Regions from separate parts of the Sus scrofa genome. Here region 1 is linked to region 2. A link is a contact called in public Hi-C data. All regions are on one chromosome and are shown on one strand. The core of a region is the stretch at or near the end of the contact, and the rest is flanking DNA. Distances in the headings are between cores, read along the strand shown. Region 1 holds the start of LRP5 (low-density lipoprotein receptor-related protein 5). Region 2 overlaps LRP5 (low-density lipoprotein receptor-related protein 5).

Region 1 (6,386 bases), core at 3,031-5,530, 61 kb after region 2:
ACGGCAAGAGAACTGCTCAGTGAGTAGGGGCTTCATCCTGGGGGCACGGAAACCTTCTGTGTCGCGATAGGAGTGGCACCAGCCCCCCAGTGTGAATGTACTGAGAGCCACTGAACTGGATTCTTTAAAATGGTTAATTTTGGTGTTATGTGATTTTCACCTCAATTTAAAAAAAAAAAAAAAAGGGTCAATCCAGCACCTTTCCCCTAGGACAGACCTGAGTCCAGCTTGTGCTTCCTATCTCCTCCCCCAGCTCAAGTCTCCAGAAGCTTCCACGGCCTTCTGGATTACATCCAGACTCTGCATCACGATCTGGCCTCTTTTAGCAGAGACCACCCGGTCCTTGAGGACAGGGCACTGTGAGGGGGAGCCCCTGGGCCCGCCTCTCCCACAGCTGCACACTCAGCTTCTGTTTGCCCTCCCCTGACAGGGACACCCTGAAAGCAAAGGCCGGCCTCCTCTGCCATCCTATCCCACCCTATCCCATTCCTTCCCACCTATCCCACCCTATCCCAGCCTATCCCACCCTATCCCACCCTATCCCAGCCTATCCCACCCTATCCCAGCCTATCCCAGCCTATCCCACCCTATCCCAGCCTATCCCACCCTATCCCACCCTATCCCAGCCTATCCCACCCTATCCCAGCCTATCCCAGCCTATCCCACCCTATCCCAGCCTATCCCATCCTATTCCATTCCTTCCCACCTATCCCATTCTATCCCACCCTATCCCACTCTATCCCACCCCATCCCATCCCATCCCACCCCATCCCATCCCATCCCACCCCATCCCACCCCATCCCAGCCCATCCCACCCCATCCCAGCCTATCCCACCCTATCCCATTCCTTCCCACCTGTCCCATCCTATCCCACCCTATCCCACCCCATCCCATCCCATCCCACCCCATCCCAGCCTATCCCACCCTATCCCACCCTATCCCACTCTATCCCATCCTATCCCATCCTATCCCATTCCTTCCCACCTATCCCATCCTATCCCACCCTATCCCAGCCTAGCCCATCCTGTCCCACTCTATCCCATTCTTTCCCCATCTATCCTATTCAATCTCATCCTATCCCACTCTATCCCCAGTGCATCACACTGTACCAGACACTAAAAGTAGCAGCAACAATAACAAGAGATGATACAGCTGCCAGGGGTGTGTCAGCCCACTGAACTAGTGGGAGGAAGTGTTTTTATGCCCATTTTACAGAAGAGAAAACTGAGGCACACAAAGGTGGAATCAGCAGCCCAAGCTGCCCCTACAAGCGAGTCTGGGATCAGACATGGACACTCAGGCTCTGCCCACATGGCTAACTGCCACCAGGTCCTTCACCCAGTGTCAGACAAGAGGACTGGACGTCCAAGGTCCCAGGCAGGGGAAAACTCCAGACTGTGTAAACAGCTTCTAGACCTTCCAGGCCAGAAAGATCAAGGACCCCATTACACAACAGGTAGCACAACTCTGTCACCACCGACCTCTCATCTGGGCCAGGGACAGTGCTAAGAGGTTCACACACCACATTTAATGCCCCCAACCGTGAGTGTGTTGGGGGGGGGACAGGTGCAAATACAGAGAAGCTAAGAGAGTTGTCCAAGGTCAAACAGCTGCTGAGTGTGTAGACCCAAAGCCCCCGCCCTGAGCCCTGGCAAGCCCAAGCTGCAGGACGGGAAGCCAGGCTGAGTCCTCACCTAACACTCCACCCCTAACCGCCCCCCCCCCGGCGCCCCCACCCCCGGGTGCAAATTCTGCTAAATGCCTGAGTGGTGACACAGTGCAGCTGAAATTAAACGGGCTCCAAATACGACGGGATCTCCACAGCAGATGCTGGATCATGCGGGTGGACTGGGCAAATTCTTAGAACTGAACGGGAGGGTTAAAGGCACGTGGGCCCTGCTCGGAGAAGCAGAGGGGCCCTTAGGGGGACACTCAGTGGCCCCTCCACAGCATTTAGTTCACTCAGCACCCACCTGCTGGGCCTGCCCAGTGGGCAGGCAGTGAGCATCTGCAGTAACCCCCCTGGGGGTGGGGGCAGTGTGCGGTCTTGGAGCAAGAGCCCAGGGGGGGTCAAAGGGGAGAGGCCTGGCCAGTGGAGCTGGGGCAGGACATTCCCAGCACCGGGACCACTACAACAAAGGCATTTCCGTGGGCTCACCGTTTCAAATTGCAACAGGAAGCAATCAGGAAAAATAATTAGCTCACAACTTACCGGCTCCACTCGGGTCGGAGGCATAAATCTAACACAGAAATCAGGGACATGGCATATCAAGAACAGTCGAAACAGTTCTGCAGAAAGAGCCGGCCTCTGTGTTCCACTTTAGGACGAGACGACCACGTTACCGGCGCTCCAAAAACCTCACGGTGACACGCTTCCTAATGTTAAAATAATCAACTCTATTTTTGCCGCCTACACAGCTGAACTCCACAGACGTGATTCCTTCTCCTCGGGGTCCTCGGGGGCTGGAACCGCGGGACAGGCGTTCAAGCCCAGCGACATCACCCCCAAGGCCCCAGGACCTCCAAAAAACGGCAACCAAGCGAAAAGCGGCGCAGCTGCCGGCTGAGAAACCCCACCTTTAAGACAAACATCTTCCCCCCAAAAAAACCCTTTTGCCTCCGTGATCCAGGCATTTCCAGAAGGAGAAGCGGCAGCGGGGCCTGAAGTACCCAGATACTGTCACTGTTTTGTCGTCACCTTGTTTTGCTAGTATCGGAGGGGCCAAGAATGTAAACACTTCTGAGCCAGGCAAATTTGGGGGTGAGAGTGCCAAGAGTCTCCCAGCTCGGGCTGGGGGGCAGGAGGACTTAAGGCGACCATCCCTCTCGGCCCCCCCAAACTTCAGTGGTAGGGCTGCAGAGCGGGGAACGTGACCTCAGAGCCAGGCCAGGCCAGCTCCCTGCAGTGTCCCCCCTGGAAATATTCAGGGAGACAGCTGTTTGCTTTAAAGAGGCCCAAACAAAGGGCCCCGAGCCCCCCACCCTACCCCCAACGGCCACCAGCAGAACAGCAGCCTGGAGAGCGCAGGTCTCCCGTGTCCACTTGGCCGGCCACACTCCAGCAAAGCAAAACACTCACGTCGGAAGAGCATGATTTAGGTAGCAAGAGGCTTGCTTCAAAAACCACATGGCAATCTCCAAATTAAAAGAACATGTGTAGCTTTTCACAAGGCGCTTAGTTTCCTGAGTCCTCCTGACCTCAACTCCACCCCTTGGGACACACCAAAAGTTGGACAGAAAGGTCCTCAGTCCCCGATTTCCCAAAGGCTGTGTACAGCCGAGGCCCCACGCCGCGCGCTGGGACCACGTCACCCCGCGCGGCGGCCCCACGCAGCCGGCCCCCGACCGGGGTGGGCACCGGCTGCGTGTCCCTGGGGCCTCAGCGGCCAGACGGGTCGTCCGGACACCTGGCAGGTGTCAGTCCGCTGGGAAACCGACAGCAACGCAGCTGAAAGGGGCAGCGGCACAGGCCAGGCCGCCCCGCGCCGGACTCAGAACTTTCTCTGCAACTTCAATCAGTTCCCGGAGCTCGCAGGCCGGCCGCGCGGCCATCGGAAACAGGCTCGGGAAAGAGTTCCCGACGCAGCGCGGCGAGGCCTGCCTCTGGGCCGAAAGTCCCCGCTCCGTGCCCGCCCGCGGGCCGGGCTCCGCACGGTCCCCGCACGGCCTCGCCCGGCCCACTTCGGGCGGCCGCGCTTCCGAGCGCGCCCCGGGGCCCGGGCAGGTGAGGACCCGCCCGCGCCGCACCTGGCGGGGTCGGCGCCGCCCGCGCGCCGTCCTCGCCGGCCCGGGCCGCGGCACGGGGCCCGGCGTCCCCGGGAGGGGCCCGGGCGGGCGAGACAAAGGGCCCGCGCGCGGCCCCCGGGCGGCAGGCACAGCGGGAGGCGGCGGGGACCCGTGGCGCGCGCCCCAACTCGCCCCCAACTTGCAAAGTCGCTTCCGCGGCGGCGCCGCGCACTTGGCCGCGGGGCCGGCCAGCCGCCCGGGCGCCCGGGCCATTGTCCCTCCGGCCCGCGCCCACCTACCCGCGGCGGGGGCCAAGCTGCAGCAGAGCGCGAGCAGCAGCAGCAGCGGCGGCGGCGGCGGGGGCGGCCGGGGCGGCGCCGCCTCCATGTTGTCCGGAGCCGGACGGGCCCGCGCCGCGCTCACTCGGGCTCCATGGCGCGGCGGCCGCGGCTCCTCGCGCGGCTCCCGGCGCCTGCCGCCTCCCCCCTCGGGCGCCGCGGACCAGGACGACGGGGGAGGAGGGAGGAGGCGCGGGAGCGGAAGCCGCGCCGCGTCTCCGCCCCCCGCCGCCGCCGCCGCCCGCCCGCGCCCCCCGCGCCGGCCGCGCCCTCCCGCGGGCGCCCCCCGCAGCCCGCCCGCGGCCCGGCGGCCGCCGCGCGCCGGCCCCGCGGCGCTGCCCGCGCCCCCTGCCCCCGGAGGCGGGCGCCGGGGCTCCGCGGGGACGCGAGGTCGGGCGCCCGGTTCCACCCCGCGGGGCCCCGGGGCTGATGGAGCCCCGGAAGCAGGTGTGTCACCTGCAGAGCGGCGGGCGCGGACTTGACCGATGGGGAAACTGAGGCACGGGGGCGGGGCTGCGAAGGGGGCTGCCCCAGGGCACTTGGTGCGGCACTTTCGGGGTTGCAAGCCAGGGCCCCGAGCCAGGTCTGCGCGCTTTCCCGCGACCGCAGCTGCCCCAGCGGGGTCCGGGCGGAACGGGCCCCGTGACACCTGTTGTCACAGGGGAGAGCAGAGAAGGGCGACCGGGAGTCCGCGCTGGGCAGGGACAGCGGCACGGGCGGGCAGTAGGGAGGATTTGAGGTTTGCTGTTTAAACCAGCTGAAAACCCTCTGCATTCCTTGTACCTGAATGAAGCCTGAGCGGCAAATACGCCGTTCTTCCCATGTGCTTGCAGGCGGCCTCTAGGATCGCAGACCTTACCTGCGATTCATTCAACAAGCTGGCACTGAGCACACCCCTCCCCCACCCCACCTACCCCCACTTCACCCCCTCCTCCCTTCCCCCCCCACACCCCACGCTCTGTGCCCACCTGAGCTTCAGGGCCCAGGAAGGGCTGGGAAGGGGCAGCACACGCTCTGGAATCCACAGGCCCAAGGTCAGACTCGGGTCCTACCGCTTCCTAGAATCAGGTGTGCCTTGGGCAGGTCCAAATGTAACCTCTGCCGGGACACTTTCCTTCCTTATAAAATCGGGGGAGCGATGCTTACCTTGCAGGTGCCCGGAGAAATAACGGTAACTCCTGGGAAGAGCACAGTCCATGGGTGCATGCGTTCTTCATATAGGTGTGACACCTTGTAGGACAAAGCTAGTGGTCAGGCAGAATGTCTCTGTCCTATGGGGTTTAGATCCTAGGGAAGGAGACAAAAACAAGAAAATAGATACATTTAAAACCAAAACCAACACCCAACACACCATTAACATATTAAGGAGGGCCATGAAAAAGGAGGGGTGCTGTGCTGCAAGGTCTGGGGAATTCTGACTTAGGGAGGCGGGGACGGTTGGGGCAGGAGCAGGCAGAGGCGGATGGAGCAGCAGGAGAAGCCAGCCGGGGCCAGTGCATGTCAGACCTGGAGAAAGACTCCAGAGTTTATCCCAAGACAGTGGGACGCCTTTTAGGAGTTTAAGCAGCACAAGCTTTGCTGCGTCCTCTCTTCCACCCTCTGCCCAGCCCCAGCTGCACCTCCTCTTGACTCTACATTCAAAATGGAGGCAAACTCTTAAGACTTCTTATACCTCCCATATCACCACTCCGGCTTGGGTCACGTCAGCCCCCGATGGTCTCCTGCTTCCATCCTTGACCCCCTTCAGCCCCAACTCACAGCCGCCAGCGTGAGCCTGTCCAAACAAGTCAGCTCACATCCCTCCTCTGCTCAGGAACCTGCTATGGCTCCCACACCAATCAGAATAGAAACCGATGTCCAGCAGAAATTAACACAACATTCTAAATCGACTATACTTCCATGAAATTTTTGTTTCTTTTTAGGGCCACACCCACAGCATATAGAAGGTCCCAGGCTAGGGGTGAAATCAGAGCTACAGCTGCCAGCCTACACCACAGCCACACATGGGATCCGAGCCGCATCTGCTACTTAACACCATAGCTCTCGGCAACGCTGGATCCCCAGCCAACAGAGCAAGGCCAGGGTTGGAATCTGCATCCTCGTGGATACTGGTCAGGTTCGTTTCTGCTGCACCACAATGGGAACTCCAAAATAAATTAAAAAAAAAAAAAAAAAAAAGAATAGGAGTTGAACTCTGGACCACTGAACTCTGGACCACTGACGTAACGAATGTCCCTCTAGCAGAGTCCCGATGGTGGGGCCACCCTGGGCCCCCTTCCTCTCATCCCCACCGCCAGAGCCCTTAAGGAATCCCACTAGGTC
Region 2 (5,823 bases), core at 2,464-4,963:
GGCAGGGTGCACGGGCTCCACAGGCGGACAGCCCCCGCCACCAGGCACCGCGATGGGTCACGTCACCTGAGCCTCAGCCCCGGGGAGATGGGAAGAGCTCCTGACACCTGAGGGGCAGCAGCCGGGGTGGCCCTCCTCTGTCCTCCCAGCTCCTCCAGACCTTCTCCAGGACCTGGTCCCTCATGCTGCATTGAGGCCAGGGGGCTTCCTCTGCAGCCCCCAGAACGCCCAGCACCCCTCCCCCATCAGGTCCACCAGCTTCGCATTCTTGGTCACGAGCCCGTAGGAAGGGACCCAGCCGCTACCCTCTGAGCTGCTGGCATCTCAGAAAGGCTCCTGCAATGACGGAGAAGCTCTCGGTTGTCACCAAATCCTAAAATGGGAAGTTGGAACCAGACCGCCAGGTCCAGTCCCCACCTCCCAGCTGCGTGATCTTGGGCAAGTCCCTTCTCCTCTCTGGGCTTCAGCTTCCTCCTCTGAACCCTGCGCCCGCCCCACAGGGGAGGAGAGGAGGCAGACGTGCCTGCTGAGGCCCGGCTCAAGTGCAGTAAGGGCTGCGGTGGCCGCCGCTCTTGTTACCAGCATCAGCTCAGAAGTCACCCTGGTGGGTGGCTCTGCTTTTATAGGTGAGAATATTGAAGCCCAGGGAGAAAAATGACTGACCCAAGGTCTCCAGGACTTGCTATAAATGTAACCAAGTTGTGTGAGAGCTTCTCAAAGCCTGGTCCCCAGATCGGCCCATCTCCTGTGAGCTTGTTGGAAATGCAAGATCGGAACGGGCACTGAGCCCACAGCCCAGCCTTCAGGCCCACCCAGTCGCGGGAGAGAGCTCCGGGACCCCCAGCCCCGCGCCGCCCAGCTCCCGGCCCAGCCTTCAGGCCCACCCGGTCTCGGGAGAGAGCTCCGGGACCCCCAGCCCCGCGCCGCCCAGCTCCTGGCCCGCCCGCCACAGCCTTACCCCATCACGGGGTGCAGCACGATGGCGCGGGGCTCGTCCAGGTCCTCGGACACCAGGATCTTGCGGGAGGTGCCGTTGAGGCGCGTCACCTCGATGCGGTCGGTGCCCGTGTCCGTCCAGTAGAGGTTGCGGGCCACCCAGTCGACCGCGATGCCGTCCGGGTCGTTGATCTCGGTGTTGACCAGCGTCTGCGCCCCCGACCCGTCCAGGTACGCCCTGCGGATGGCCCGCACCTCGTCGTCCGTCCAGTACACGTAGCCCTCCAGCGGGTCGTAGTCGATGGCGATGGCGTGCCGGATGTCGTCCACCTGCAGCACGATGTCCGTGAAGTCCGGCGTGTCCAGCGAGATCCTCCGCAGGTCCGTCCTCCGGGCCAGCAGCAGCACCTCCTCGGCCCCTGCGGACACAGGAGCGGGGGCGTCAGAGCTGGGCCTGCGGGGGGCAGGGCGGGGCTCTGCCGGGTCCCCGGGGACGCCCCTGCGATGACAGGTCGTGTCAGGGAACGCTTGCTGTGATCTCCCTCCGCAGCCACTCGTTCATCCTGAAAGAGATCCCTGAGGCCAGCGCTATGTGTGTCCCCAACGTCCAGACGAGCAGACAGAAGCACAGAGAGGTTAAGCAGCCCTCTGAAAGCCACACAGCCACCAGCTCCAACCGCTGTGTAAGAAGCGCCTCGCGCTCAGAACTCCTTCTTCCCTGCAAGCCCCTCTCCTGGCCACAAACCGGCCGCGACTGCAGTCCCGACCCGGCACTGGGCTCCAGGCCCCACTCGCCCACCGTACTCCTCAGAGCCCCCACCGGACCTCACCTTCTACGTGCTCACCCTTCCTGGCTCAGCCCGAACGCTGCTTCTTCCCCGAGGCCCACCGTTGCCTCCCCACACCTACCCAGCAAGGCAGCTTCAGGCCCCAAGAGCACACACATCATCCCAGGTCCTGTCCTGCCCAGGTGGGCATCTCACTGACAGGTGAGCACCTTGGAGGCCGTTGCCCCATCTTCCTCTTTGTCACCCTGGTGGCCTTGCGTTTTGCTGTGTATTGGTTTGTTGTGACTACCAGCCCCCTTGTTTATGACTTAAGTGACGCTGTTTTGATCTGTTTACACTGGGAAGCCATGCCAGGGTGACACCACGGACCATCTGTTGCTGTGGGTAAGCGCTGAGAAGCCCAGCTGGGGACGGGCCTGGGCTCCGCTGGGGGCTGGTCGATGCGGATTACGGAATAGCAGCCAGGACGCGCTGGACGCTGGGGCTTGAAACACCCAGTCTGTGAGGAGGACTCACCCAGAGGGTGTTCGGGCTGGGCCAGGTGACTCTTTGCTGATCTAAACAGCTCTCCAAAGGTCTGGAGCTGCTCCTGCCGGGGCCAGGCCACTCCTGGTCGGCAGTGGCATGAAAGTGGGCAACAGTCTCAGGAGAGAGGGGCCTTGGCAAGGCTCCTCCTTGCAGGCGGTGGTACAAGGGCCCCCGGAGTGAGGACATTCACCTCCCCCACCAACTCTGGTGCCATCACCCACTAGCATGTGCGCCGGCAGCAAGGGGTGGAAGCTGGCGGCTGATACCCAGCTTCAACTGACTCCACAGAGAACAAACTCAGAGAAAGGTACACCTCAGCCTTTATAGCCTGGAACAATGATGTGACTGGTTTGAAACATGTTCTTTCTTTCTTGACTTATTAAGAGACTTTTTTTTTTTTTTCCAGGGCTGCACCTGCGGCATATGGAGGTTCCCAAGCAAGGGGTTAAATCGAAGCTGTAGCCGCCAGCCTACACCAGAGCCACAGCAACTCAGGATCCGAGCCGCGTCTGCGACCTACATCCACAGCTCACGGCAACGCTGGATCCTTAACCCACTGAGCGAGGCCAGGGATCAAACCCGAGTCCTCACGGGTCCTAGTCGAGTTCGTTAGTGCTGAACCACAGCGGGAACTCCTTTTTCTTTTCATTTTTTACAGTTTTGTTGAAGTAGAGTTAATTTACAAGGTCGTGATGACTTCTGCTGTGCAACAAAGTGACTCCGTGATACGTGTACACACAGCCATTCTCTTTCCGATTCTCTCCCCACACAGACTATCACAGCATGTCGGACAGAGTGGACTATTACTATTACAGATCATAATTCCCAGGATGGCCCCGTGTTAGGTAAATTTCTGGCAACAACACTCTCAGAGTCTGAGAAGGCCACGACTTGCCATGAATAAAAGCGCATCTGACTCTGTCCTGCACCCTCCCTGGGATTCATCACGACTTCGAGCAGAAGTAGCAGGTGTGGCCTCACGCAGGCTCAGGGACCCAGGGGCTGGGGGAGGGGGGCAGCCCTCACCTGGACACCTCCAGAGGTAGCTGGAGTCAGGATGGGCACCCACTGTCCCAGAGCTGGGTCCCCATGCACTAGTTCACTCTGGTCCTTTCTGGTCCCAAGGACCCACGGGGGCAAGATGAGGCGCAGAGACCACTTCCAGACTTTGAGGCCATGCGCCTGGTTGGATGACAGGCCCAGAACAGGGAAGAAGCTGCCTGAAGTCTCAGGGCAGTGAGGGAGGGGGAGGGTCCAGCACCTCCGTCATAATGAGGCCCCCAGGCCTGGGCTCTGCAGCCACCGGGTCCACACAGTCCGCAATCAACAGACTGGGCTTCCTGCCAGGAGGGTGGAGACCAGAGAACCCCGCGTTTTGCAGAGTGGTTCTGGGGTTCCCTGCCCTGCATGTCAAGGCCCAGAGTTCATAATCCGATTCCCCCGCTAGAGGGCGCATGCGGACAGCGGTAGCTTCCTGAGCCCCGGGCTGGGGACACCCAGGCAGGCAGTGGAGGACCCGGGCAGGTCCCTGACCCTCTCTGGGCCTTGGTTTCCTCATCTGTGGTGGAAGGTGTCCGAGTCTCCATCTAGCTCTGACTCGAGAGGACCATAAACCAAACTCTATGGAGGGTTCTGCCTTAATCTCCCGGGGTCGGGCGGGGGGCCGGAGGGAGCTCCCCAGGACATGGCCAGGAAGAGCCTTGTGCCCCAGGGTACTTGTCCCAACAGGCTGTTGGCTCCCAAGCTGAGGCTTGGGACAGCCTCGCCACGCACATGGAAGAGTGTATATGACAAATCGGACCTCAAATGGCACTTCTGCCCAGTGCCACAGAAAATATCGGCTCCCAACATGACCCGACCCTCGGCCCCAAAACACATGCTGAGCCTGTGGCTCCCACCCCTGCTCCCATGATCCTCTAGACACAGTCGCCCCAAATAGCGCAATCCTTACACCAACCTCTGAAATGTGATTATGCCCCACTTTACTGAGGAGAACCCGGGGCACACAAAGGTTGAGCTTCCCACCCAAGGGCACACAGCAGCCAGTGGGAAAATAAGGTCCGGTGAACATTTCAATCCCTGGAATCGGCACCAGCAAGAAGCCCAAGGTCAGACAGCTGGCTCAGTCACCCCAACTGTATCTTTTAGGCCCTGGACCTGGGGTGGGACAAACAGATGCGGGCATTGTCCCCAAGGGTACTCCTGGGGTCACAGGGCAGAGACCTTCAGCACGCGAGACCGTTAGTGCCTCCGTCTAGGAAGGGAAGCTGGGGTCACGGGTATCTGTGAAGGGGGCTGCCGGTTGAGACGGAGGGGTCTGGGATCCACGTGGCTGTGACCACGCAGCAGATTCCAGCAGAGTGTCCCCAGTGGGCAAAGAGCCACCAGGGCAAAGTGTGCCCGGCCCCAGCCCTCGGGTAACCAGGTTGATACAAAGCCTCAAGCACACCGCCCCCACCACCAGGGAAGCCCATTATCAGCATTGCTTAGAGTTAAGTCTCTGTGGCAGAGGCAGTCATCAAGTGCTGGGGTGAATCCGAAGGTGTTAATTGACTCTCAAGTGGGAGGGGCTTTCTCTGACACCCCTTGGGTCTCAGAACCTTTGAGGTTTCACTTGAGCTCTGTTGAAAAAGAATGCAGAGAATAGGACCCCCAGGAGAGCGGCATGCAGGCCTGTCTGCCTGAAGGTCTGGGCACGTCATGCCCAGCCCGGAGGCATGGGGTGTGCCACCCAGGGCCAGGCCAGCGGGGGGCAGCTGCACAGAGGGGACCGCCGGCCTGGGCACCCTTGCAGGCAGACGTACCATGGCAGATGCTCACAGGCGACGTCTGAGGTTGTTGGGAATGAGGTGTGAGCAGAAGCCTGGCCTTGGGACCCCTGGGGTGGGCGCAGGGCACTGGGCCAGCCACGGGAAGAGAGACCAACCCCAAGCCTGGGACCAGGCACAGCGTCTGGGGAGGAGTTTGTTAAACACCAGGAAGGTAAATTGTTTAGAAATGAAGCGTTTGGCCAAATGGTTTTCTCTGGGATTGTTTAAACCGACAGCCTGCCCCCCGGTGCTGCCAAAATAAGCGAAAGCTGCCCTCGCTGGCCGGCCGGGCGGCTCGGACCTGCCCCGCCCTGCCCCGCTCTGCACACACTCAGGAAAGAGGGACGCATGGCTATGCCCGGGGGCCAAGTTCAGGGCATGGGCGCAGCCTCCTGGCAGAGTGTCCTCCTCAAAACAGAAAAGCAGACCTGAGGGGTGGCCCAGGGCCACAGACACAACCCGTTCAGCATCGCCCTCCCTGTCAACCTCCATCCAGACCAAGCCACGGGGCACCGTCCCTGTGCCAGGCCCGCACTGACACCTGTGAGCAGACAGGCAGAAGAGCTGCCGAAACAGCCCCGCAAACCAGGTGGGTTGCCCGCAGTGTGGGGGCCAGACGCCCGAGATGAAGGTGCCGCTCTGAGGCTCTGGGGCGACGCCCCGCCTGGCCTCGGGCCAGCGCTCCCTGCCGCTCCTGGGCTTGCGGTCACCCCCTCCAATCGCCACCTCCGTCTCGCCGCGCCCTCCTCCCCGTGCATCGG

What was found. Hi-C and Micro-C count contacts between places; a contact is called where the count stands out from the background.
Region 1: a contact with region 2 is called in a Hi-C map of liver, with 8 times the contacts expected there. The contact joins the promoter of LRP5 here to the enhancer-like site in region 2. A contact is called at or near these places in 1 of 5 promoter capture datasets (liver), 19 of 47 Hi-C or Micro-C datasets (alveolar macrophages, embryonic fibroblasts, fetal heart ventricle and 8 more) and 1 of 2 datasets of contacts at active chromatin or transcription factors (skeletal muscle).

Annotation. Positions count from the first base shown.
Region 1 is chr2:4,649,717-4,656,102 of Sscrofa11.1, forward strand. LRP5 (low-density lipoprotein receptor-related protein 5) reads right to left here and starts at 4,281. Exons shown (of 23, transcript XM_021082719.1): 1 at 4,026-4,281. The coding sequence starts at 4,113. LOC100738812 (a long non-coding RNA gene) reads left to right here. Exons shown (of 2, transcript XR_002341418.1): 2 at 1-212.
Region 2 is chr2:4,588,813-4,594,635 of Sscrofa11.1, forward strand. It overlaps LRP5 (low-density lipoprotein receptor-related protein 5), which reads right to left. Exons shown (of 23, transcript XM_021082719.1): 6 at 959-1,355. Among named protein-coding and RNA genes, the nearest start is that of LRP5, 62 kb to the right of the region's middle. Within about 2 kb of position 3,714, at least 6 of the 83 cell types and tissues checked have an H3K27ac peak or open chromatin away from gene starts, as enhancers often do. A contact at or near this core is called in liver, where this site is marked.